2 separate regions of the Mus musculus genome follow, and region 1 is linked to region 2. A link is a contact called in public HiChIP or PLAC-seq data. All regions are on one chromosome and are shown on one strand. Each heading gives the region's core, a stretch centred on a gene start, on an enhancer-like site or on the middle of the called end of the contact. The rest is flanking DNA. Distances are from core to core; before and after follow the strand shown. Region 1 has its middle 50 kb from the start of Fam120aos. Region 2 overlaps Phf2 (PHD finger protein 2).

Evidence for each region. HiChIP or PLAC-seq counts read pairs in DNA pulled down with a chosen protein or histone mark.
Region 1: an H3K27ac HiChIP or PLAC-seq map of embryonic stem cells shows a contact between it and region 2, with 2.9 times the contacts expected there. The contact joins two enhancer-like sites. A contact is called at or near these places in 1 of 15 datasets of contacts at CTCF or cohesin (large pre-B cells), 2 of 484 Hi-C or Micro-C datasets (embryonic stem cells and stem cell-derived neural progenitor cells), 21 of 115 datasets of contacts at active chromatin or transcription factors (double positive thymocytes, embryonic forebrain, embryonic hindbrain and 8 more) and 3 of 9 other capture datasets (adipose tissue, embryonic stem cells and liver).

What each region holds. Positions count from the first base shown.
Region 1 is chr13:49,014,545-49,021,826 of GRCm38.p6, forward strand. No RefSeq gene overlaps it. Among named protein-coding and RNA genes, the nearest start is that of Fam120aos, 50 kb to the left of the region's middle. Within about 2 kb of position 5,742, at least 40 of the 459 cell types and tissues checked have an H3K27ac peak or open chromatin away from gene starts, as enhancers often do.
Region 2 is chr13:48,856,304-48,862,870 of GRCm38.p6, forward strand. The region is part of intron 1 of Phf2 (PHD finger protein 2); the gene reads right to left. Among named protein-coding and RNA genes, the nearest start is that of Phf2, 11 kb to the right of the region's middle. Within about 2 kb of position 2,003, at least 78 of the 459 cell types and tissues checked have an H3K27ac peak or open chromatin away from gene starts, as enhancers often do.

The sequences.
Region 1 (7,282 bases), core at 4,492-6,991, 160 kb after region 2:
TTTCCCTGCTAGTAGGGCCCCCTGCCCATCCACCATGTGGACTGGTCTGACAAGTCCAAGGCTAGACCAGGATGTGTTTACCCTAAACTGGTGGGCCTATCAGCCTCCCTGTCTTTGTCCAACCCCAAATTGGGAGGGAAGACCCTGAAAAGCACAGCCCTCACCGGGACACTGGACTTCTGCTTCCCAAGCTAGCCCCCACCCCCACCCCCCACCCCCGCTTTGCAGAGCCTCTTCTTTCTGCTGTGCCCGAGGTTTCCCCCATTGCTACCTGCTGCACTTGAGGTCTTTCTATTGTGTTTATAAAAAGATAAAGAGAGAAGGAATATGTTTTGGAGAGGTGTAGTCAGGTGTGGGGGAAGGGGGTGCCTCTGCAGACCCATGCTGAGGCATCCCTTCCCCCTGAGGGACCAGCCACACCAAGGTATAGTATAGAGTTTATTCAGGGCATGGGGAGGGGAGTTGAGAGGGTAGTAGAGACAGAGAAAGACAGACAGACGGAGAGAGACAGGGAGGGGAAGGGGAGGGAGGGAGAGAGGGAGGGGGAGAGAGAGAGAGAGAGAGAGAGAGAGAAGAGAAAAGAGGAGAGGGGAGGAGAGGAGAAGGAAGGAAGGAAGGAAGGAGAAGGGAGGGGAGGAGAGGAGAAGAGGCGGGCCATGAGCACGTGGAGAGAAAGGGTAGGTAAGAGAATGGAGAGAGGGGAAAGGGGAAAGGACAGAGTGGGAGCAAGAAGACATGAGCAAGAAAGAGAGGAGAGGGCAAGCAGCCCCTTTTATAGTGAGTCAGGCACACCTGGCTGTTGCCAGATAACTGTGGGGCGGAGCTTAGACAAAACGCTAACACTTTTCCTTCCGGCTAGTTTTTTAACTGGTATAGAAAATGAACCTGATCGAGACCTCTAGCCGGTAACACAGAGGAGGCCTGTTCACCTTCTGGCAGCTGAGGAGAGAGTGGGGGAGGTGCAGGAGTGTCTCAACATCCCCTTCAAAGGCCCGCCCCTCAACGACCTAACTTTCTCCCTCTAAACTCCACCACCAGGAGGTTCCACTGCCTGGGATGGACCGGGCTTCCCGCAGACCGTACTGCACGTAGCAGCTGTGAGCTACATGCAAATTATTCTGCTTGAAATCTTCTCACTGTTCATCCACATGTTGTTGGTCATTTTAATAATTCTTTTGTTTGTGTACGTACGTGTTCCTCTGTGTCTGGGCTCCGTGCGTGCTTGTGTTCATTGGCTGTGTGTTACAGATGTGGATGCCAGGGACCCAAACCCAGAACTACAAGAACAGCAAAGCATCCTAACTGGTGAACTGTATCTCCAGCCCAGACAGTTGCTTTTTTTTTTTTTTTTTTTTTTTTGCAGCTGAGGCCCGTAGGGTTCGAGTTGTTCGAGTCCTTAACTGGAAACGCTCAAGGAGGTGGTATTTGTGCTGCAGGCCTTGGAGCCTTCTGTGTGAAACACACGGTGCCTGTGTGGCTCACTGGTGGTAGAATCATTCCTTTTTCCAGAGCTCAGAGTGCTTTTGGGGGGGAGGGAGGGATTTCGTTGTATTAAAAGCGCGGCTTTTGCTGGCACAGCACACTGTAGAAATGGATCTCCGCTTTGAAGAGGAAGGACGCAAAGCACTCTACCTTCATACGCGAAGGGGAAATGTGTCTCTCTGTCAAGTGCACGTTCTTAAAGCATCGCCTCCAGGGGCTCTCCTGGCTGTCCAGATACAGGAGGCGAGGGAATTTGGAAGAAAATTAAACACGAAGACATGGCAGTCTGCGTGCTGTGAGACATGAATTCTCTCTTGGCACGTGTGACGGGGCAGCTACAAGAAAATGAATACGGTGTTCCTAGTGCCAGGCTGTCTTGTGAATAAAGAGCCTTTAGTCCGGGAGAGGCGCGGTGTGACGCGCGCTTTCCATCTGGTGGGCCAGTTTCCAGGCCAGCTTAGTCTTGGTGCCTGCCCTGCCCCCGCTTCTGGGGATACGCCAGCCGCTGCATTAGTGATGCCCGCAGCCTCAACCCATGAGTCCCCTCCCTGCCCACCACCCTTGAGGGCCTCTCAGTCAGCAAGCTCAGAGCCTGAGGCAGCCCTGGTTCTCTTGTGTCTGGGATATACATGGTTTACAGCTTGAAGCTGTCATGCCTGGATCGCTCAGCAGGCTTGGCTTATTTTTCCAAGTGCCACCAACTGTGAAGTCACGTGTCAGCTACACAGCTTGCATTTGGGGCAACAAATAAGAAAGGGAGCAGAGGCTAACTCATGAATGAGTCTTCTTGTATACATTAAAATGAATAATCATTTAGTTCAACTCTAAAAACCTATCTTTTAAATTAACCTATCTTTAATATTATCCTTTCTTCTTTTCCTTTTTTTTTTTTTTTTTTTTTTTTGAGACAGTCTCACTATGTAGCCCTGAACTCACAGAAATCTGGCTACCTGTGCCTCCTGAGAGCTGGGATTAAAAGCATGAACATGCTTAGCTAATTTCTCAGCTAATTTTTATACTTTTTAAATAAATGATTTATTTATTATTATATGTAAGTACACTGTAGCTGTCTTCAGACACACCAGAAGAGGGCATCAGATTTCATTACGGGTGGTTGTGAGCCACCATGTGGTTCCTGGGATTTGAACTCAGGACCTCTGGAAGAGCAGTCAGTGCTCTTAACCGCAGAGCCATCTCTCCAGCCCCTAATTTATATACTTTAAGCATAGAATTATTTTTTTTCTCCCACCAGAAAAAAAAAAAGTTTGAGGATCTATAATTGGCCTGAAAACATAATGTCTATAAATAAGATTTCTTTTTACTATACCGTCTTAGTTAGGGTTTTACAGCTATGAACAGACACCATGACCAATGCAACTCTTGTAAGCATAACATTTAATTGGGGCTGGCTTATAGGTTTAGAGGCTTAGTCCCTTATCTTCAAGGTGGGAGCATGGCAGCATCTAGGCAGGCATGGTGTAGGAGGGGCCAAAAGTTCTACATCTTCAACTGAAGGCTGCTAGGAGAAGACTGGCTCCCACATGAGTAGGAGGAGGGTCTCATTGCTCACCCCCACAGTAAGATGCTTTCTCCAGCAAGGCCACACCTATTCCAATAAGGCCACACTTCCAAATAGTGCCACTCCCTGGGCCAAGCATATTTGAACCACCACATATGGTCTGGGGTGTCTTTCAGTGTGGGGTACTTCCTTCCTGTGGTGATTCGAATGAGAATGTCCTCCATAGGCTCAGATGTTCGTATATTTGATCCCCACTTGGTGGAACTGTTTGGGAAGGATTAGGGGTAATGGCCTTTTTGGAGATGGTGTGTCACTGGGAGTAGGAGGGGCTTTGAGGTTTCAAAAACCCACACCTTGTCCAATCTGGCTCACTCTCTGCCTGCTGCCTGTGGATCTGAATATAGGGTCTCAGTTACTGCTCCAGTTCCATGCCTGCCTGTCTGCTGCCCTGCTCCCTGCAGCAAGTGTATGATGGTCACGGACTAAGCCTATGACACTGTAAGTAATCCCCAATTAAATGCTTCATTTTATGAGTTTTCTTGGTTATGGTGTCACTTCACCAAATGCTTGAGTTTGATTCCCGCATGCACACACACACACACACACACACACACACACACACACTCAAATTAGGCATATACCTCTTCATTGTGAAAATTTAGGAAAGTGATGGAGAGATGGCTCAGTGGGTAAGAGCACTGACTGTTCTAGAGGACCTGGATTCACTTTCCAGCATCTACATGGTACCTTACAACTGACTGTAACTCCAGATCTAGGGGATCTGATAGCCTTTTCTTGCATCTGCAGATACCAGGCACACACATAGGGCACAGACATACATGCAGGCAAAACAATCATATACATAAAAAATAGATTAAAAAAAGAAAGAAAATTTAGGAAATACCAATAGCCAAGAGAAACAAACAAGGAAACAAGCCAAAGAACACCCATTGATGTGTTATAATAGTGGCTCGAGTCTGAACCTAGCACACCAGGCCATAACAGTTCCATGTGTAAGAGGTTTATTGAGAGAGAGAGGGACAAGGTAGTGGCAGAAAGAGAAGGGGGGAAGAGAGAGAGAGAGATCAGGGGAGGGGCTTTCTTTATGTATATGGGTAATGACATAACACAGGTAAAGGTGGGAGGTGAGCCAAGTGGATTCTGGGAATATAGTGGCTGTTGTCTTGGCAACAGGTCTGCGGGTCCCACCTATGTGATGTCACAGGTTTCAGAGGTCCTGATGCCAATACCCATAATCTCAAGATTTGGAAATAAATAATAACTGTAAAATTAGCCAGAAGAAAAAGAGACAGGAGCAAAGGCTGCTCTCCTGGAGACTGGGGTTTATCCAGGGAGAGACTATGGAGGCACACTCTCAAGTCTAGGACCCCCAGAGCTTGCAGTCCACTCATAGGCTGGGGTAGTTACAGAACAGGGAAGGGGATGGGCAAAGGGGAATGAAAGGCTTTGTGGCCTGTGATTGGCTGTTAGGGGTAGTTAAGGAGAATTGTTCGGGCCCACTTCCTGTCTGTTCTCTACTTCCTGTTCTAAGGTATGAGGCTTCAGTTACTCTCTGGCCACCATGGTGCCACCACTTGTAACGCATTCCCGTCCGTGATGGACAGAAGATCCTCAAACTGCAAGCCAAACCCCTTCCTCCTCTGATTTGTTTGTCAAGTGTTTGGTCACCGCCAAGAAAAACCGGCTGCTATGGAAAGGAAAATTTAAAGATAAGGGTTTTGTAAACTGATTTTTCATTTTTAGTATTACAACATCTCTGCACCAATATTTTGGCACACTATTTGTCTTAATGGGTTGATACAGCCACGTTTCATTATGTGACTATGCGTTTACATGTAGGGCATCTATGGAATGATTTTTAAAAAAAGAATTATTTATTTATTTTATTTAGTTAATTATTCACCATTGCTCTCTTCAGACACACCAGAAGAGGGCATCAGATCCCTTTACAGGTGATTGTGGGCCACCATGTGGTTACTGGGAATTGAACTCAGGACCTTTGAAAGTTTGTTGTTGTTGTTGGTGGTGGTGGTGGTGGTGGTGGTGGTTTGTTTGTTTTTGGTTTTGGTTTTGGTTTTGGTTTTTCAAGACAGGATTTCTCTGTATAGTCCTGGCTGTCCTGGAACTCACTTTGTAGACCAGGCTGGCCTCGAACTCAGAAATCCACCTGCCTCTGCCTTCTGAGTGCTGGGATTAAAGGTGTGCTCCACCACGCCCGGCTATGATTTTTGTCTTTTATTTTGAAACAATTATGAAGTTGCAGAGTAGCCAGAAGCATTTTTTTTTTAAATTGTATGAGTATTCTGTCTGCATGTACCTGCATACCAGAAGAGGGCATCAGACCCCTTTATGGATGGTTGTAAGCCATCAGGTGAGTGGTGGGAATTGAGCTATGGAAGAGCAGCCAGTGCTCTTAACCGCTGAGCCACCTCACCAGCCCCCAGAAGCAAATTTTTAGTAAGCTTGTCTCAAGTCACTTGAAAATAACTTGTTGACAAGACACCCCTGCCTGATCCCGCATACTTAATACCTGTTTTTCCCACACAAGGACATTTTCTCCTACTATTTAAAACAGTCAAGAGATTCACAGTGCTAAGTCACGAACACCTGGTTCTCGGAACCCATTTGCATTTTGTCAATTGTCCTATTAATGTCCTTGGCAGTCAGAGTCTCCTCCATATCAGGTCTCAGCAATGACTCTGCAAGTCCTGGTCGCAGCTATAGCAGAGGTGGCCTGTGGGAGAGCTGGCCAGGGAGCACCATGAGGGGCAGGAGTGTGCTAAGCCCCAGAGGCACATGGCTGCCCTTCCCCCACTGCTGAGCATGGCAGCTGCTGGGGACAGCTGGGGCTTGGCTGCCTTAGGGCCACACACTCTGCAGCTTCCAAGAGCCTTGTGACCTGGAGGCTATTCTGAGTGACAGCTGCCACTCCAAACCTTCTGACGCGCACCCTGCCCACCACACCCTTACTCCCTCAGGGGTACTTATAGCACAGGTTAAAGCTCTTGGGTGCCTGAGAGTATTTGGTTTACTTATTTCCTTATTTACTATAGTCTTTATTAGATAGAAGAGATATAGCTTATCTCTCGACCTAATTCACACAAATATATATCAAAGTCACTGGAAGAACATTCTATTGTTAATCCGTCTTCTATTTCTTAATCCTGCTTACAATTTTATTTTTAGATTTTTTTTATGTGTATGTTTTGCTGGCACATATGTATGTGCACCTCATGCATACCTGGAGAAGAGCGGGTAGCTCTCTTGGAGCTTAAGTTACAGACAGTGGTGAGCCACCACGTGGATCTGGAAACTGACCCTGAGTCCACTGCAGGTGCACTAAATGCTTAAACTACTGAGCCAGCAGTCACAGGTCCTGAGTTTGGATCATAGACCCACATAAAAACATAAAAATATAGGCATGGCCATGCATGCCTGTAACCCCAGACTTAGGTGGACACAAACAAGGAGGCCCCTGAAGCTCACTGGTCAGCCAGTCCAGCTGAATTACTGAGATTCAGTGAGCAGCCCTTTATCAAAATATAAAGGTTGAGGATGTGCCCCGACCCTTAACTGAGGCACTATTGACAGTTAATGGCTGCTGGAGGAGGATCAGTTTTCTTTTCTCTTCCTCCTCCCCCTCCTCCTTTTCTTCCTCCTCCCCCTCCTTCGTTCGTTTGTTTTTGGTATTTTCTCTGGCTGTCATGGAACTAGCTCGGCAGAACAAACTGGTCCATAACTCAGAGATCCACCGCCTCATGCCTCCTGAGTCCTGGGACTAAAGGCATGTTCCACCACCGCCTGACTCGAGACAGTTTTCTCTAAGGCTGTTGTGCTTGGCAGGTTGATCATGCTCCAGTGCATGTCCCATCCCCATGGGTATGTGGGGAGCACAAACTGGGTTATTCAAAAAAACAATTTCTAAAATAAAGAACTTGTTTTTTCTGGCTAGTGGTGTTGCACGTCTTTAATCCCCGCACTCAGGAGGCAGAGGCAGGTGGATCTCTGAGTTGGAGTCCAGTCTGTTCTACAGAGTGAGTTTCAGGACAGCCAGGGCCACATCATAGAGAAACTTTGTTTCAAAAAAGCCAACAAACAACCAACAAAAGAATTAATTATCAAGTGTGTGAGTCAGGAAAAGAACATTTATTTTAACCTGAAGTCCTGGCTCTACACTTCTCTGTGTATCACAAATTGTTGACTCTTTAAAATGCTAGTTTGGGGCCTGGAAGAAGTGGCTCAGAGGTTAAGAGCACTCAC
Region 2 (6,567 bases), core at 753-3,252:
CTATGAAGAGGGCTATGGAGTGAGCAAGCCCAGCATGGGTGACAGTGATCAGTGTGGCTCCTATCCTGGGGATGGAGGGTATAAACATTCAGTGAAACTGAGTGCTGTGCACACAGCTTTTCTGCAAATCTAAAGCAACTCTGACCTTAAAAGTGTACAAGGGCCTGCCTGTGTCTCAGCTGGCTGAGAGCTGGTTTTGCATGCTTGGGGCCTGATGGCACTTGCCTTTAATCTCAGCTCTTGGGAGGCAAAGGCAGAAGGGCCAGGAAAAAAAAAAAAATTCAACTCACTATAGGGCGAGTTCAAGGCCAGCCTGGACTACAAGAGACCCAGTCTTAGCAAGAGAAAGGTGGAAATTGGATAGGATTTTTAAAAGAACAATCGTGTTTTGACCTTGCAGCGGGCAGGGTTCAAACAAAGAAGGGACACAATGAACAGGTAGAAACAGGTAGCCCAGACAAGGGTGCTCTTCCCAAACGACATTCAGGTGGAGCCTGCTGCTTCTGTGTCATGAGAAAAGATTCGACTGTGGGTAGGATGCCACAGCTCTGGGGAAGAAGGATTTGAACGTTGAATGAATGGAAGTACTCAGCAACCGCAGAGTAAAACTATAGCAACTGAGAGATCAAACGTTCAACTGCCAGGATATAGGAAAATCAGCATGGCCTGTGCTCATTTGACGACCTGAGGTGCTGTATCCTTCCACACACCTGCCAGCATGCACTGAAGTGGCCAGGCTCAGTCTCTACTGAGCAGGCAGCACTGCAGAGGCTCAAGGTGACAGAGAATGCGTTGGGCTGGGGTTTGGCCTGTCACTGGATGCTGCTGTGCGTGCCTCAGAACACGTGGTAATGGCTGAAGGTGTTTAGTTTATCGCAGCTCGAGGTGTGTCGTCCCCCCGCCCCCCCCCCCCCCCGGCCCCGGCATCTGCAGGATGGAGACCAGGACTACACAGACTACAGTGCACAGGCCAGGCCCCACCCCCGAACAGTCTGCAGTCCAGAACATCAGCAGCACAAAACCGAGCAGCCCTTGTTTACCACAGACATCATTTCTCTACATGGGCTCCCCTGGGGGCCAGTTTCAATTATTAGAAAGTTTCTCACCTTGAACACAAATGCTCTGTTTAAAGCTGCTGCCTCCACACTTGAACCTGCTCTCAGATCCTTCCCCAGCTCTGCAGATGATATGGTGCTTGTGAGAGGAACTGAAAGAAGATTCGAGGGGCAGGAGGTGCAAGGCAAAAGCTCCAGCCCTGGGGTCCAGGGCCCCTGAAAGCACTTTCATGCTCTCAGTACCCTAACAGATCCACAAGTTGCCAAGGATATCCCTGACCGTAAATCCCATTAGGCCACTCCCAGGACTGCCTTCAGGGCCTCATTAAGCATTAGCATTCAAGAGGTGAAAGGGGAAAGCCTTCAGTCTAGCTGGCTGGCTCTGCTCCTGTGACACTCAGTTATTCTCAAACTTGCCTGGCTTTGTGTCAAACGTTGAGAAGGGCCGCATCTGGCCCAGGCAGTCCATATACCCTTCCTTCTGTCTTTCTTGCTTTGGTTCTTATTAGATTTGTATCTGTTTTTTTAAAATTAAACTTATATGTGCCTGTCTCTCTGTGTGGGCATGTACGTGAGCACAGATGCCCATGGATTCCAGAAGATGGTGTTGGATGTCCTGGAGCAGGAGTTATAAGTGATCATGAATCACCAACATGGGTGCTGGGTCCTCTGCAAGAACAGCACAAGTTCTCAACCACTGAGTAATCTCTCTGGTCTCCAAGCAGTCATTTCTCACAGCTCCAGACTAGAGCTGAGTTCTCCAGGTCTGACACGAGCATACCCAGAGCTGCCCCCCTCTATCCTGCAGGGCTGCTGGGACCCACTCCAGCTGTGGCTCAGAATGGGATAGATAAGGCTCAAAAAGAAGACTGCTACCAGGCCATAGGGAATCACCACGGAAATTGCCAAACTGCTGGGTTAGCTCCAATCCGGACAGCACAATGCCAAGGCCCGATCACAACCCCCAACAGGCAGGGGACAGACCCAGGAGGCCAGGCAGGCATCAGTGACAGAAGAGTGCTGGGAGACCACGGGTCAGTCACACACAGGCTGGGGCAAGTGGGTCACACTGTACCACGAGAGCCTCAATGCCAAAGGCAGCTACAGTCTCCACTCTCCAAATAACACTGGTGGGTTCAAGGCAGGAATGGGGCCTGGCAGGCTCAGACCTTCCAAAAGGGCACACAGGATGGCAGGAGGAGACATCTTCCTGGGTGATCTCTCTGCTACTGGGGCATTATTGCTCTCCCTGAGCCTCTACCATTCAACCCAGGCTGTCATCCCTCCTCGATCCAGGAAATGCGGCTACCTAGACAGACAGACAGATAAGGTGCCAAGTTACCACTCTGCCTCCTGACTCTAAGCATGGCCTGTGCAGATGCTTGTGTGCAGCTGTGGGTCAGGAACCACTGTGCACAATGTGTAGTCTCCAGGCCTGCCAAGGTGGCAGGGACTTCTCACAGACTGCCCTCCAGCATTTGATTTTGTCAGCACCAGCAGTGGGGCTATGATTCAGGGGGCCTGATTGGCTGGTTTCTTCTGAGCAGTCTCCTACCCAAGGGCCACTAGGGAGTTGCTGCAAGGTCAGGGCAGCATTAGAGGTGGCCAGAGCCACATGCAAAGCATGAGCAGGAAAGGCTGCTCCCAGGGGGCGGTCCTATAGCACCTGTCACAGGCAGCTGGGTGGAGGGTCGCAGAATTCTGTCCACTCTGAGGCAGAGACAGCAGAGGCACTCACGGTGACAGGTCTTCACACTAGAGGAATGTGCATCCCTTCCTCAGTGTGTTCTCGAAGACAGACTGGCTCAAAGTACAGATTCTCGACTGTCCCGGGACAGCAAGGGTCTCAGAACTCCAGTTCCCAGTTCTTTCCATAAAGAGACAGGCCTAGATTCCGAGTCAGCGTTTGTTCTTTTCCCAGCTATGCCAGTCAGTCATGGGGTAGGGCTCGCCAAAAGGTCCCGCTGTCCCACAACAGGGCCTTGTAGCCAACCTGCATTCCCATGAGTATCTCCCACCTGCCCTGCATGCTTGTCCAAGTCTCACAGGGATGCAAAAAACTGCCTAACGGGATTTCCTAAGGGGAAGGAAAATGGAGAGCCAACATCACTGAGCCACACAGGTCTTCAGTCTGAATGCTCATCTGCTGCAGAGGTCACTACCACCACCACACTGTTAGAGTATTGGGCCAGGGTCTTTGCTACAGCCTGGCAGCCCAGGTGGGGCAGAGTGGCCCTCATTCAAATGTTCACACTTGCCTGAACATTGGCCTCTGCCTGGCCCAGTATTGTGTATAAGAGTAAGTAGGGCCTTATATTCTCCACCAGGGCTACCCATCCTGCACTCCACACTCCAAATGGACCACGTGTGGGACCAGCTCTGGAAGCACACACCCAGAGAGAACTCCTGAGGACACAGCCCTATCCAGCACACATACCAAATCTGGGCTACTGTCCTGTTAGTTCCTGTATGGCAGGGAAGCCTGTACCTCACACAGACAGACAGTTTGGGCAGCCGTTCTCCGTGTCCTGCCCCTGTAGCATCTATACTCTCACTGTCTCTCCATCAAAGGCGGTCTGGTCAGGTAGCTCCTTCCCTATCCTCAACTGAGCCTTTAACCTTAAAGAAGCACAGAAGAGATGAGAAGGGAACCAAGACTAGTTTAGCTCAGGACTTGGAATCCCTGGAAGGTCCTTGGATCCCTGAACATCTCCCCCTCAAAAAACCATCTCTAGTCATGTCTAGGCCTGCCCCTGTAGCACTTCTACAGCCTCTTGGGCCAACACAACTAGGCTTTGCCTAGCTCTGACTCCTGGCACCACCTCTCCATAATGTTTCTAGTGTCCTCTTCCTTGCCTGATGGGATCCTGCGCTCAGCCCTAGGGTCTCCCGTCACTGTTATTGGTGGCTAGAGGCACACTATGGCAGGGACCTGACATACCTGCTGCATGTACTCTGTTGTGCTGACCAGGCCATCTGAACCCACTAAGCTTTAGCTTGTTTGTCCACCTAAAGGGAGTAACCTACCAAGCTCTCAGCCGGTACACTGGTGAAGCCACACACTGCCTGCATGGAGCACCTGCATGGAGCACCTGCATGGAGCACCTGCATGGAGCACCTGGTGCAGCTCCAAAACACCACCAGCCTAAGTCTTGAGGGCAGGGGTCCCCAACATGGCTTCAGCCCCAAAATCAAGCACCAGGAGGATGGTGATGAGGGGAAAGGATACAAGGAAGGAGGTGGAGAGCTGCTCAAGAGGGCAGTACACATGATACAAGAGGAGTCCCACACATACAGAAATTCCCAAACCCTGCATCTGGCACAGGGACTCAGAAAAGCTGATGGTCACAAAAGAAGATGGCAACCCAAAGGTATGAGGGTATAGATTGTGTACTCAGCATATGGGTGTGCCACACCACGTGTGCATAAAACCCAAAGGGGGCTGGGTCAGGTGGCCCTCTGCACATGAGGGACTCTGAAAATCCAGTTACTACATGTTATAAGGGATTATGAAAATAACTAAAAGGGCAAGAAATGGTGCTGGGTGTTGCTCAGTAGTAGAGTATTTTTCTAGTATACACAAGGCCCTAGGCTCAATGTCTAACACAGAAGGAGAAAAGAAAACAAACAGGCACCATCAATGAATGACTTACAGAAGCACTGCCCTCAAAATATTTAAAAACAAACTGAGGGAGTCAAAGGCTTAGACACCACAGAACATGGCAAATGACTGAAGAAGACACACATGAGTGGAGAGAGATGCAGTGTTCATGGTCAGAAATCTTAAGTCTATCAAGAGAGCAATGTGTAACCTATAGACATTGCAATCCCTGTCAAAATCCAGCTGCCTCTTTTCCTTTTTCCTTGTTTTTTAATTTTGCAGAAAAGTACCAGTCAATCCTCCAATTTAAACATTAGATTGCAAGGGGCTAAATACTTGATCCCAAATAGCCAAAATAATTCTGAAAAGAAAGAGGGTCAGGGGGATGAAACATAAAGACTCATACTTCTGATTTCAAAACACACTACAAACCCGCAGTACTCAAACCCATGTGGCACAGTCTAAAGATCTAAATACCTAGGGAATAGAAGTGACGGATCAGAAACAAACCCGTGTGTACAAATGATTTTCAACAAGGGAGGATACTCGATCAAGCAAAGGTGATCTTCAGAAACACTGTGGGAAGCTGAGTCAGAAGGACTGTGAGTTTGAGGAGAGACTAAGCTACACAGCAAGACTGGCTCAAAACACCAGGACAGCTGGGGCTGGGGAGATGGCCCCTTCTTGCCACCAGGACCTGAGTTCTGATCCCCGGTGCCCATGTTGATTGTTTTAATCAACAAAACCCACAGTGTGGGATTATTCCTGTAATCCTAGTGCTTGGTGAGAAGAGAGAGGGCAGGAGGGTCTATGGGGTTTGCCAGCCAGTCGGCCAGTCTTGCCAAGTGAGGGAGTTCCACGCCAATGAGAAAGCCTGTCTGAAAAATGAAAGGAAGAAAGGAAGAAAGGAAGAAAGGAAGGAAGGAAGGGAGGGAGGGAGGGAGGGAGGGAGGGAGGGAGAGAGAGAGAGAGAGAGAGAGAGAGAGAGAGAGAGAGAGAGAGAGAGAAAGGGAACAAAGAATAAAAAAGAGAGTGAAAGAAGAAGTACTTAACATGGCCTCTGGCCATCACATTCACCCCTGCACATGTGTGCACACACATAAACATACATAGAAGCATGACTCACACAAGCCTAAAAAATGTGGCCAAGTCACCACATCATAAAACTCAAAAACCAGGAACCAAAACCTTTTCTTCCTTTAGGCATCTACCTTAGGATTTCATCACAGCAGTGAGCACAGCACAAAATAAATAAATAGCCCAAGATCCTACCTAGAACAATGAAACGAATACCTAAAGGTGCTTTCCACCAGAGTTGATCTGAGTTGAATCCCCAAGGCTCATATGGTAGAAGAGAACTGACTTCTGCAAGTTGTCCTCTGACCTACACACACAGACACACACACACACACACACACACACACACACACACTGTGGCATGTGCTCCCTACCACACAAATAAATGAATTAAATTTAAAGAAATGTAAAAGCCAAACATGGAGGTGCATGCCTTTGATTCCAGCACTCAGGAGGCAGAGCCAGGTGGATCTCTGTGAGTTCAAAGCTAGCCTTGACTGAAAAACAAGTTCTAGGCCAGTCAGGACCACATGATGAGACTCTGTCTCAAAAACAAACAAAAACCAACAGGAATAAAAAAAACAATAGGAATTTTTAAAAGCCTAAATCTAAGAGTTGAGGGCCAGGCAGATGTCTTAGTGGTTAAGTGGTGCTTGCTGTCAAGCCTGAAAATATGAGTTAGATTCCTGGGCCCCACATGGCAGAAAAAATAGCACCAAGTCTCACAAGTTTTCCTCTGACTTTCACATGCACATGATAGTGTGCACGCACACACACACACACACACACACACACACACGCAACATATACACATGCGCACATACACACTGACAA